Regions from separate parts of the Zea mays genome. Here region 2 is linked to region 1. A link is a contact called in public Hi-C data. All regions are on one chromosome and are shown on one strand. The core of a region is the stretch at or near the end of the contact, and the rest is flanking DNA. Distances in the headings are between cores, read along the strand shown. Region 1 holds the start of LOC100192799. Region 2 holds the start of LOC100282686 (metal tolerance protein A2).

Region 1 (6,413 bases), core at 2,028-4,527:
AACCCTCATGGATCGCCCAACCCATCGCCGCACCAGTCTAGCCGCCCACCTCGATGAGATATTATATTTGTTAGTGTTGTTAATACTTTGTGAGATAACCCGATCTGAACTTGTTTGATGTTGGTAATGCTTTGTGAGATACTTCAGACTTATGTTCTTGAGTGTTATATACTTATGTTTATGTTCGAACATTTTGGTAATGCTTTGTGAGAACTTGTTTGATTTATGGTCTTTGTGAGATATGTGATGTATATGTGATATATGTGATGATTATGTGATATCTTTTGTTTGTTTGGATGCAATAGCAAAAACAAATAAAAATGGGTATACTGGTCACTTTGTCGAGTGTAACACTCGGCAAAGAGGTGCTTTGTCGAGTGTCCAGGTCATAGCACTCGACAAAGATGGCACACCTGGACACCAGTAAAGCTTCTTTGCCGAGTGCTATGGCCCTGACATTCGGCAAAGGAGCAAGTTTTGTCGAGTGTCTCCTAGTGCACTCGGCAAAGAAACTGACAAAGGGGCACGCTGGCGACCTCGTTGTCGGGTGCTAGTCCGGCGGGCACTCGGCAAAGAGGGAAACTCTTTACCAAGCGTCACCTAATACTCTCGGCAAATGTATACTCTTTGCCGAGTGTCACCTAGTACACTCGGCAAAGGCGTTGTCCGTTACCAGTCGCCGTGACGACGACTTTTCTTTGCCGAGTACCGAGTGACACTCGGCAAAGCCTTTGTCGAGTGCCCGATAAAAACTACTCGATAAAGAAGCCGTTGTCGATATACATTTTGCCGAGCTCTCTTTGCCGCGCCGAGTGTTTTCCAGGCTTTGCCGAGTGCTTTAGACACTCAGTAAAGAGCCCGATTCCGGTAGTGCCTGTTGGTGAGGGCACAAAAGTCTGGTACGATGCCGACAATATTATTATTATTATTGTTGCTATTTCTACTATTTCTATTACTATTACTATTATTATGTTACATATCAATGAGTCGAGCTAACTTTTAAGGCTTGTCCGAGAACCGAGCTGTAGTGGATTAAGGAATGTTAGGAAAAAAGTTGAGTGCATACCATATGTTATATGTAAAGTCACTTCCTCTGCAGCTCCATCACATCCATCACCTGCACACCCACACAAACAGAAGGAAAAAATAACTAACCAGATGGTGGACCTTCAAATGGTAGATGTGAGCAGCTATAGAGTGAGTGACTTTACATCCGGTATGCACACACAAATCGGCGATGGGCACGAAGAATCCAGATGTCGCCCTGAAGCCTATCACAGATTCCCTGGCCTAGACATGCCGACCTATGTGGACGTGATATACGAGTCATCGTCGACCAATGATTGATGCTGGTTCTGTTTTCTCCTCTGACCACCATCGCCCATGGAGCCGTTGTCCGAGGAAACTGTATGTCGCCCTTAGAGATGACAATGGGTCCTGATCTTTGATTCTCCCTCTATTAGGGAACGAGGATATAGAAGTTTTTTCTCACGGGGATGTAAATAGGGAAAAATCCCTCTCTAATGGGCAAATGAGGATGGGGACGAGAAGCATTTTCCATCTTTGTTTCCCACGGGGACCCATTAAACCTTCATATGACAATGTTTTTGAGTACTAATTAATGATAAAAATAAATAATTACCTTATCAACAGATCAATCATTACATAAATGTGTTCATTTGGATATACACATAATGATTTTCTTCAATATAATAATATGTATAAGTGAAAATATTTTGCATTAATAACAAAAAATGTATGTTCTAATTATAATTTAAACGAAGACGAGAATCCCAGGCACTGTGGAGGACCGACAATGGAAAAGAAATGTTCTCGCAAGTGGGACGAGTACGAGGGGCTATTTCCTGTCAAGAAATTCCTCATTGCCATCCATAGTTACCCACCCCTGGTTGATCTTTACCTCGCCGAATTAGGAGGCATGTGTGGTAAATAGGCATACTAGTTCGTCCATGCTGTCATAGATCCTGTCTTGTGTTTTCATGTTAACCTGATGCTCGCTCCAGCAATAGTCTCTAAAGCCTTCTCTACCCTAAATATAGAGGACCAAACGATCCTCTATATTCTCCAGCGTCCTCTAAATAGTCCTCTAAATTTAGAGGACGCTGTTGGATTCTCTATATATAGAGTTTCTCTAAACGGTCCTCTATCCATTTGAATACTTTAAATAACCGGTTTAGCAAAACAAAAATATGTACAATACTGAGAGTATGACAAATACGTATACAAAAAATAAAAAATAAAAAATGTCTCTAATATAGGTATTTTTGTATAGAGGACATGATTTAAAGTATGTTGTTGGAGAGAAAGGATATATAGAGGATAAAATTTTTTAAAGAAGACTATAAAAATAAATATAAATGATGGATATAGAGTACCTTGCTTGATTCAGTCAATTGTGTTGCCGTAATTCCTTGAGTTGCGCATTTCGGCCGATTTGCCATTCTCAATTCCTGTGTATATATTCTTATAGGTTTTATATGCGGATGTGACCGCCTGTTTAAACAAGTGTTGCGGTGTTCTAGGCGGTCATGATTGTACTCCACATATTTTTTTTTATATACATGGCTCATGGTTCAGCAGCATAGGCGGCAGGCTGCAGTGCCTATGCAGCTCTGCTAGTTGAAGGCCGTTTGCCCCAAATGCATGCCACAGCGTTATTATTTCACTCAGAGATTGAGGGTATGATTTTTTTTACGAGGGAAAAACACTTCTGTTTTTGTTTGGCTGACATATAAATTGTTTTTGTATGCTTCCCCTTGGCTACAATTAGAGATTGTAATGGATCATAATCTAAATCTTTCTTTACAATATAAGTTAGAGCCCTTAATTAATTTTGGTTTAAAAATAAATAGGAATAGAGATTAGTTCTAATCTGATTTGATTTTTAAATTTTATAATACAGCCCATTACCACTCCTAGCTACAATAGCTTGTTTAGAAAAAAAATCTCACGAATTCAACTGGCCGGACGAGAAAATCTCTGAAGATTGGCAAATTTGAATCTCGCCATTTTCAATTGAGCAGGTGATTATATATATATATATACATATATTTTCATTTTCTTTACTCAGACAACTATTATTATTTTGAAATAGAAGTAAAAAAGAATGCTGCCCATTTGCAGGCTACAGTAGTGTGTAGTTATTGGGCTGGAAATCCACGTGCAAAGTGCCCAAAACTGAACCCACAACCCGAAACCAGCAGGCAACAAAGCAACCAGAGGCAGAGCGTTCTTCTTCCCCGACGGCCCGGGCCGACGGCTCGACTCCACTAGTCGCTGGAACCCTCTGCAACAAAGCCGCCTCCACCTGACCACCTCCCTTGAGCTCTTCCCCTTCCTCGTGGGTTGTGCGAGCCCTCTACCGGCGCGCAGTACAGGTACCAACACTCGGAATTATTCTCCGTCTTCTTCCTTGAGCCGCGCCGCCCACCGCTCCACCTCGCCTTCTCCTAATTTGAATCGGAGTCGTACCCGCCGCCGCCCTCCACACGTAGCGACTCGTCTCGTTCATCTTTCCCTGTTTGATTCTGTGTGCGGCAGTTTTGTGATATTCCTCTCTTAATAACATATGCATATACGACCTCTCCTTATAATTTTTGGTTGTTTGATATGGATTTCAGGGGCTGATTGGGTGATCAAACCCGCAAGATTTGGGTTTGTGATTTAGGAGCAGGAGGCGGTGGCAATATGGTAAGGACACTCATGGACTGCCCCTTGCTCCCTTGACTAGTGTGAGAATATATCTTGCTCTCAGTCAAGAGGTTTAGATAGCTAGTGGAGTCCGGTGAATGCGGCAAATACGGCAAATACGGATTTGTAATGTTAAATGGACTGTCTCCTTTTGCGTTTGGGGTAATGCAGATTTTTGATGTGGAGATTTCGTTTGCTGACGACCTGAATTTAACTTTAAGCAGCAGCTCTTGGAGTTTATCCCCCTATTGTGGTTGCCAGAGATGGCATGTGTCCAAAATTTCAACTTATATCTGTAGTTGGTTCTTTGAAACTTCAATTTCTATTGCAGCCTTGCCCACTCCGTTTTTTGTTGAGCTGGATGGTAGCTTGGCGTTCCTAATTTTGGACCTCTGGCTTAAAAGCGAAAAAAATACCCCTGCAGGAATATAAGGCGAGATCTACTGGAACTTCAGGAACTTCGTCTAAAAGTTTCCGTGATCTGTACAATATGAAGTACTCGAGCTACTTAAACGACGAACCAATGCCGGATGCTACATCGGAAAAGGAGCAGGTTGTAATACTCAGGCTATTTAGTCCCTGCTTTGTAGGCTGTTTCACAAGCAAGCTTTGGTTAAGCTACACCTGTTGCTTCCTATGTTTTATTTCCAGGGAAATGAGTATTTCAAACAGAAGAAGTTCACTGATGCTATTGAATGCTACTCCAGAAGTATTGGGCTGTCTCCTACAGCAGTCACATTTGCAAATAGAGCTATGGCATATCTTAAACTAAGAAGGCAAGTTACTCTGGGACTGTATGCATCCACTTCACCTTATGCAATATCTTCATTTGTTCTGCTTTTACTAGAAGTACCCCATCTCGATTTAATCTGAAGCCATATATTTTTATTAGCTCCAGCAATTTGAGACTGTAGGATAAGGCATATTTTTTGTATTCTTGGTTCTTGTTATCTGTGCTATTTATAATATATTTTTACCTACCTGCTGTGTCCTGTGGAACCTGGAAGTTCCGTTTCCAAGAGGTTTTTTTTCCTGCTGTAGTCTTATATTATAGATATGTAATTCATCAGATTCAAGGAGGCAGAGGACGATTGCACTGAAGCTCTGAATCTGGATGATCGCTATATTAAAGCATACTCACGCCGAATTACTGCACGAAAAGAACTTGGGAAGCTTAAGGAGGCAATGGATGGTATTCCATGCTAAAATGCTTCTGTATTTTTCTTTTTTATAATCTTCTTTTTTACTTTCTGAATATTGACCTGAATTATACACCGATTATGTGTATAGATGCTGAATTTGCTATCAGTCTTGATCCAAACAATTCAGAGCTAAGGAAGCAGTATTCTGAGATAAAAGCTTTGCACATGGAGGTGAGGAAACTCAACTTCAAATTGTTTCACCTTACACCTGCTTAGATTTTAGCAATTTACTACTCTTTGGTTATAAATTTCACTTTCGCTCATTTTAACTGGAATAATGACAAAACATGGGCTTTTGAGTTGCATGGCTTATGTGTGATTCAGTGGCATAACCATGTGGATGATCTCTGCAGGGATTGTAAATGTTTTTATCAGTCTCATTAGCACTGATGGGCTTATTAATTCTGCAGAAAATGGCTAAAAAGGTTCCAGTGCCAGCTAAACGTGCAGTTTCTGGAATTGATAAAACTGCAGATGTCACTTCTCACCCACCGACTATCTCCCAGAAGGTAGGTTCAGCTGCAGTTATACAATGCCATGTCATGACTTTGCCCTTTTCAACAGATGACCGATTTAAATTCTACAGGACACTATTATGGAAGTTGATCTGCCTGTTAGAGATGCAATGAAGATCAAAGAGAGTGCAAGCGTCAAGTCTAACGGAGGACCTGGAGTAATCATCAATGGCAATAACGTGCAGGTTTTTTTTTTATTTCTGTAGCCTTTCTGACCATTATAATAACCACAATCTGTGGACTGTGGTATCTGTGTTGGTACTAGTTGTCATATTATGGCAAGTAAAAGCACCTATATGTACAATAGGAGGTACTCAGGATGTCGTTTGGGAAGTTTTTCTTGCAATATTTATGAGATACAATGTGTCTTATTTAATTTGCTTGAAAAAACTGAATCCTTTGGATAAGGGAATAACTTAACATGTATTATTATCACACACCAATCTGGAACCAAAATAAGTTTGAAATTGCGTACTTGTTAAAACAGGCTTTAACTAGCTTTTAATAGATGGTTTCCCATTTTAATGAGAAAAGAGAAGACCTCTGGAACCTCTGAGCTATGTGCTGTTCACATTGGAGTGGAGCGTGATTGTTTGGGTGATTGGAGATCCTGCCCCAACCCACTGCAAGCTGTAAATACACAACTGAATTCTCTAAGGGTTCTGGATCATGTTTATAAGTTCATTGTTTGACTGACTTGTTCTGTATCAATTGTCATGTTTTCTGTTTAACATTTTAAGACATCACTGCAATTGCAATGACACATATATGTCTATTTTTCACAATTTGTTGGAAGTATTTCTGTTTCTGTGTCACATGTTTCAACACTTGATGCAGCAGCTCCAAGGTCGAGATGCCAACCAGAAGACTGGGCCAGAAGTTTCAGTCCAAGATCTTGCAGCTCGTGCTGCTTCACGGTATATGGCCGGCACTGTGAAAAGCATTAAGACACCCAAAACAGCTTATGACTTTGAGGTTTCTTGGA
Region 2 (6,413 bases), core at 1,143-3,642, 270 kb after region 1:
AAGGCACCAAGAATCTCAATCCGGAAGAACCCATATGACTGCTGCGGTGTTGCTTCCCATCCAGCAGCCCAGAGAGAGAATAACGATATGGCAAATGCTGCCACATCAGAAAGAAGGTGCGCCGCATCAGTTAAGATGGCAAGACTGTTTGCTTTGATGCCCCCGACCACTTCCACCGTCATGAATATGATGCAAAGGATCACTGCGATTATAAGCTTCCTCATGGACGTGGATCTCTCCTTGGCATCTTTCGAGGAGTTACTGGAATCAGAGAAATCACAGGCACCACCCTTGCAGAATTTGTTCCCTGATGCAACAGAAGCTGATGCTGAGATGTCCATTTTCACTTCAGCAATCTGAGAATGTAATGGATTATGGTTTTCCATCTGAAAGTAAGATAAAAATAAAATTAATACACATCAACAAAGATGATGATAGATGCATAGCTGAAATGTCATACAGTCTAAGAAAATTTGTTATATGCATTTCAATTCTTGCTACAGCTGGTGTGGAAATTGAAGAGGCAGGCAATCTATTTGTGCCACTAAAGGAGCAAAACTGTAAGAAGAGTATCACTGTCATGATAGTAAAAATCTCAAAACAAGCTAGAGTTCAATATTGAAAAATGTCAGTTCATGTATGGCCAAGGGAATTGCTTGCAAGGAAAAAGGAACTCTTCAAGAAAGATTCACACAAGAAAGTTCCTCAATAACACAATATGCAGATTGCTGAGTAGTTTGACAGAACTTAAACAGGTCAGCGTTGACACGTCACTCTGTATCCTGGCTGAATGAAAACAAGCAACCAATCAAACTGCTATTGCATGTACATATGCTGGCTATTTGGGTCTGGTTCACTGATACGAGTTAGACTATGCTGAAGCAGGAAACCAATCATGTGCTTTGTGATCCATTGAAACATACAGTAGTAGCACATCCTTGTTGATCATATCAAGTTCCAAGTAAGGGAACTGAGAAAATAACAGAACAGCAGGGGAAAAAACAATTGTCTTTCTCTTCCCTCTCCCCCTTTTCTTTGTCTTCCTCTCCCTTTCCCACAAGTGACATCATCTCTAAGTGCAGACAAGTCACCCTGATTAGTAAATCCCACAAAACATTTTGTCGTCCACACACAACAGCATAAACCAACCTAGAAGATTCAATCAAGTTTATGAAAAAAAATGGGTAGAACTGTAGAAGATTCAATCAAGTGCATTTAAAAATGGACATAAACATAATATATGCACTCGACACAGCTACATTACACTATCCAAACAAAGCAAACCAAGTAAATCTCAAAAACAGATTCAAAGCAGAATCAAGGCCGATGAGAATATCTGCTGCCCCGAAAGCAAAAGCACAAAAAAAAAGCTAGATTCCTCAAGATAGGTATGGAAAATAAGATGCGGTACCGATTGAGCGAGGCCGGCGATTCCGCAACCCAAGACTTGGAAGTTGGAACACAACTCAACTCTGGCCTAAACAAAGGATATGCAAGCAAAAACCAGTGGACTGCCGTCTGGAAATTGGAACCAACCGCGCGGCCAGGTGGTACTTGTAGACGGATGGGCGCAGCCACGGGTGGGGAGAATCAGAGGAGCATCATTGCCGAGACCCCTCCACGGGCACACAGTACCCGTGGCATTTGACGCGACGCCCCAGGTCGCGGAACAGGATGGTGATGGGACGGAACACAACCAACCAGCCGACCCTACCGACGGAACCCATCAGACTGGCTGGCGAGGACGGCCACCAGTACCTTGAGAGAAGAGAGCAATGGAATCGCGGTCCCGGCGAATAAACCCGCCGCGGAAACGAACAAGGCGATCGATCCCACCCCTCGCTTTGGTAGGGGTAAGGAAGAAAGCGACCGGGGTGGCAAATTATGTGCGCACCTGCTACCGGCCGCTACGCCCACGGACTTTGTCGGATCGGAGGAACGAAAGATTCGTTGTGATCCGTCGCGGCCACGCCCCTCGGGCGGCGGTCGCATTCGCGCTTCCCCCGTTCAACGACTGCATCATGAATCCGTCTGTCTAACCACCCAACCCAACCAGCAAGATTAGGAAACGAAATACCCGGCCGCGACAGCGATTGTCCGCGCGAGTCAGATCGGAGGCGCCGCTCCCGGTCGCCTCCGTCCGACTCTTCCCGACCGAACGAACGCGGAGTCAGGGAAGGAAGGAGGAGGAAGGGTGTGCGTACCTCGCCCGCCCGTGCGGTCTTCTCCCTGGGCCGCGGGCCGAGGATGGGTAGAGGAGCGGCGGATGCGTGGGGCGGTCGAGGCGGCGGCGGCGGCGGCGGCGTGGAGACCCGAGTGGAGGGACAGAAAGAGGCGCCTGCCTGCCTGACTCACGGCGTCGAGGGCCGAGCGGCCTGGCACGGGGATCAGGGGATGGGGCTCTGCTCGAACAGCGTGACTGGCTGGCTGCTACTGCAACCAATGAGACGGTTATAACACAAAAGTTTTATGGCGCAGCAAAAGGATACGAGTTTGTGTGGACAGCTCGGCCCAAGAAGCGAAGCCCAGTCCACCCCATGATTGAGTCCACCAGCCCACAGTGGCGTCGTGCGCAGCCGCTACCCTGAATAGAGCGCAGGGCGTGCTGCGTCTGCGATGCCAGCGGCGGCCGGCGACAAGGCTCCACATGGCCATCGAGCGCAGGGAGGGAGAGGGCAAAACGGAATCGCATGGAAAGACCAAACCGCGAGGTACTGTACTACATATAACTTCAGCCATATACCTTTTTTTCCTTTCTTTCATTCGTCCTCCGGTCGTCGTCAAATTCGAAGGATGAATGGATGGTGCTTAGGACAGCAGGTTGCACTGCAGGCGTGTAGGCTATTTGACCGGTAGGAGTATTTTGCATAAGTTGCTGTCGGCGTGTCAACCGTGCATATATAAACAGAGAGGATTCGTAGTTAGACATACAATCTTGGCCTTAAGATAAAGGTTAGTGTAGTAGTTGGAGTAGTCCTAAGGACTGGTTCCAACAGACCCTCCAAGGGGTCCTATACTCTAAACTGTAATTTAGAGCAGATTTTCGTCATCTACTCCCTCCATGTATAGAGTACGCTGTTGGATTCTGTATATATATTGTTTTTTATCTCTTATACCCATAATCCATTTGAATACTTTAAGCAACCGGTTCAATAAAACTAAAATATATATAATATATTTGAGAGTATAACAAATACGTATGTAAAAAAAATGTCTCTAACATAAGTATTTGCGTATAGAGGACATGATTAGAGGATGTTGTTGGAGAGGAAGGTGTATAGAGAATGAAATCTTTTAGAGAGGACTGTGAAGGACATATAGAGAGGATAGATATAGAGGACGTTGTTGGAGACAATCTAAGATCCCTGCCTTTGTAGATGTGGAGGAGGGTTCTGGCGCGATGGAGGAGGCAGAGTCTGATCACCCGCCGCTGCCGAGGAGGCTCAGATCCATGTGTTGTTGGGTTGCCGTGATCCTCAGTCACTTTATATTAGAGCGACCCCGGTCAGTGAAGTGCAGTGAATATATATGGGGAATCGTGTAGAGAAGAGCATGTCTCTTTTTTTCAATTAACCCTTAGAGACCCCTCAAGAGACCTTATATTAAATAGGGAAATGAGGTTGTACATGTCCTTAGTGAGGTATTTGTCTTTTGAATTTTTTTTCACTTAACCCTTAAAGATCTCTTATTTAATGGGGTTAGACTATCTCTAGAAACTCCTTATCCCAGTCCTTATCTCACTCGCTATTTTAAACTCTTCTATGCAAAGAGTGCAAAACAGTGTTATACATATCTGCATGCCTTATACACATCCTTAAGTCGATCTTGTCAGGGCGGAGGCCCAATATGGCTCGTTATTACTTGAGCAATACCTTAGCCCACCCCAATAATAGTCTAAGAAAATGTCAATAATAAAAAATAACATCTACTTCTAACCTAAAGTTGCTACTTGCTAGCAGCCAGCACTGCGTCAACCGCCCATACGGCGTCCCGAAGCTCCACGCGCTCCTCCTTTCACCCAGCTTCTGTTGAATAATTAGACAAATTCCAGTTTAAATTCCGAATATAAATCATGACAAAATCACAAGCACTGAAATAACAAGCCAAATCAGATGATGTGTACTGATTAGACTTACTGATAGATGGCACGCGCCGGAATCAGCAGGGTCGACGATGTCGAAGTAGCAAAATCAGCAGGGTCGACGAGGTCAATCAGATCACGAGCAGTCGCGTGAAGACGCTTCCCAAAAACCTTATTCGGCCTCTCCTGGTGCAGGATCTAGAAGGCGAAGGGTTCCGGAGACCTGCTCTCCTAATCGCAGATGCACCTCTACGATCGGGATGAAGAGAACTGGAAGGCGGCTCAGCTGTGAAGAGAGGCGAAAGCGAATTGGGATGATTTGGAGGCTGGCTGCCGGGCTCCTTTTATAGGGCCGAGTCCGCGAACCCCCGTGCTTATCCGCCCACGAAAATCTCGCAATCAGTTGAGATTTTATAGCGATTGGTTAGGATAAGCGTAACAGCCAAGAAACCAAAAAATCAAACGGCAAAAGGTAGTCGCGCCCCCGCAAGGCGAGGGGCCGGATTTTGGCGGACCATTCACGCGCATGTCGTGCCCCCGCGCCCTTCGCCCCGGCCAGGCCAGGCGAGGCGAGGCGAGCGAGCGCGCGCGCGCGTGTGGCTCTCCACACTCTCTCCTCTCATCCATGACTTGGTGAGTGAGTGTGGCTTCCATATTTAAGCTAGCTCTACTCCACTAGAGCTAGCAATATGGTGCTAACGGTTCCACCTATCCTCTAGCCATCCTCTTGTATGGGCTTTTGAGATTTTCTGGGATTTATTTGAATATCTTAATTGGGCCAAGCCCATAAATCCTAACAATCCCCCACCAGATCTCAAATGTCCATCTGCAGTTTTCGCCACTGTTCACTACTGTTTAATATACTAGTTTTTTTTCAGCAGAGACTGTTAAGTTGAACTTCCGCCTAGAACTCCAAGCTACACCAACCCACAACTTGGACAATGGACTATGCCTTGAATTGCAAGTTTTGCGTGAATGGGTTTCACTTGAAGTCATGACCAGTACTTGGCTACCAGTAGTCCCCTTCTCGGGTGGAGCATATACGTCGTACTCCAAGGTCTCTTCATGAGTTTACTAGAGATCACCCAGATCTCATAGACTGCGACGTTAGACAGTCTAACTCATATAGGTGTGTTCTTTCAAAGAATGTTCTGCGGGACAACATCTTCGCTAATACAAGCCAACAGAACACATTAAGGCACAAAGCCAACCTGCCTTACAGCATTTGAGAGTATTGCATCTTTACTTAGAGAGGGTCAAAGGCTACTCTCCTCAGTTCACCAATGGCTTGTTCTTCCCAGGACCTAATTCACGGGATCTCCGATCACATAGACTGGGTTTCCACCATGGCAACTTTATTCGGGTCTCATACCCATCTCTCTCGATGCGGTTTCTATCACATTACGTGGTAGTCCCTTGGTAAAAGGATCTGCCAGATTTTTATCTGTTGAAATATAAGTCACACTTATAACTCCGGAGTTTCTCAACTTTCTAACAGACTTCAATCGTCTTTTGACATGTCTTGATGACTTTCCATTATCCTTAGAACTCGTCACTTTAGCAATCACTGTCTGATTGTCACAGTTCATAAGGATAGCTGGTATTGGTTTCTCAACCACCGGCAAGTCCATCAAGAGTTCACGCAACCATTCTGCCTCAACGGTTGCTGTGTCAAGTGCAGCTAGCTCGGCTTCCATGGTTGACCTCGTCAAAATGGTCTGCTTGCATGACCTCCATGATACCGCACCTCCACCAATAGTAAAGACATAACCACTGGTGGCATAAAGCTCGTCTGCATCAGATATCCAGTTCGAATCACTATATCCTTCAAGTACTGCATGCTGACCAGAATAGTGAATTCCATAACTCATTGTCCCTTGCAGGTAGCGCATAACCCGCTCAAGTGCATGCCAATGATCAGTCCCGGGGTTTGACATGAACCTGCTCAATTTGCTCACAGCAAACGAGATATCGGGCCTTGTTGCACCAGCAAGATACATGAGTGAACCGACAATCTGAGAGTATCTCAATTGGTCTAAACCAATTCTCTTGTTCTTTCGCAGTGTCACACTGGGATCATAAGGTGTTGGAGAAGGTTTGCACTCAGAGAAGCCAAATCGCTTCAAAACCTTTTCAACATAGTGAGATTGCGAGAGAGTAATCCCACCATCTGCCTTAATCAGCTTGATGTTTAGAATCACATCAGCTTCTCCAAGATCTTTCATATCAAAACTCTTTGATAGAAAAGACTTGACTTCATTGATCACATCAATGTTTGTGCCAAATATCAATATATCATCAACATATAAGCACAATATAACTCCTTCGCCCC

What was found. Hi-C and Micro-C count contacts between places; a contact is called where the count stands out from the background.
Region 2: a Hi-C map of leaf shows a contact between it and region 1, with 2.9 times the contacts expected there. The contact joins the promoter of LOC100282686 here to the promoter of LOC100192799 in region 1. A contact is called at or near these places in 5 of 25 Hi-C or Micro-C datasets (ear and leaf).

The regions. Positions count from the first base shown.
Region 1 is chr8:134,319,051-134,325,463 of Zm-B73-REFERENCE-NAM-5.0, forward strand. LOC100192799 reads left to right here and starts at 3,278. Exons shown (of 12, transcript NM_001137992.1): 1 at 3,278-3,398; 2 at 3,642-3,711; 3 at 4,136-4,264; 4 at 4,363-4,487; 5 at 4,782-4,903; 6 at 5,002-5,084; 7 at 5,324-5,422; 8 at 5,500-5,613; 9 at 6,266-6,413. The coding sequence starts at 3,709.
Region 2 is chr8:134,589,273-134,595,685 of Zm-B73-REFERENCE-NAM-5.0, forward strand. It overlaps LOC100282686 (metal tolerance protein A2), which reads right to left and starts at 2,393. Exons shown (of 2, transcript NM_001348966.1): 1 at 2,205-2,393; 2 at 1-386. The coding sequence starts at 386.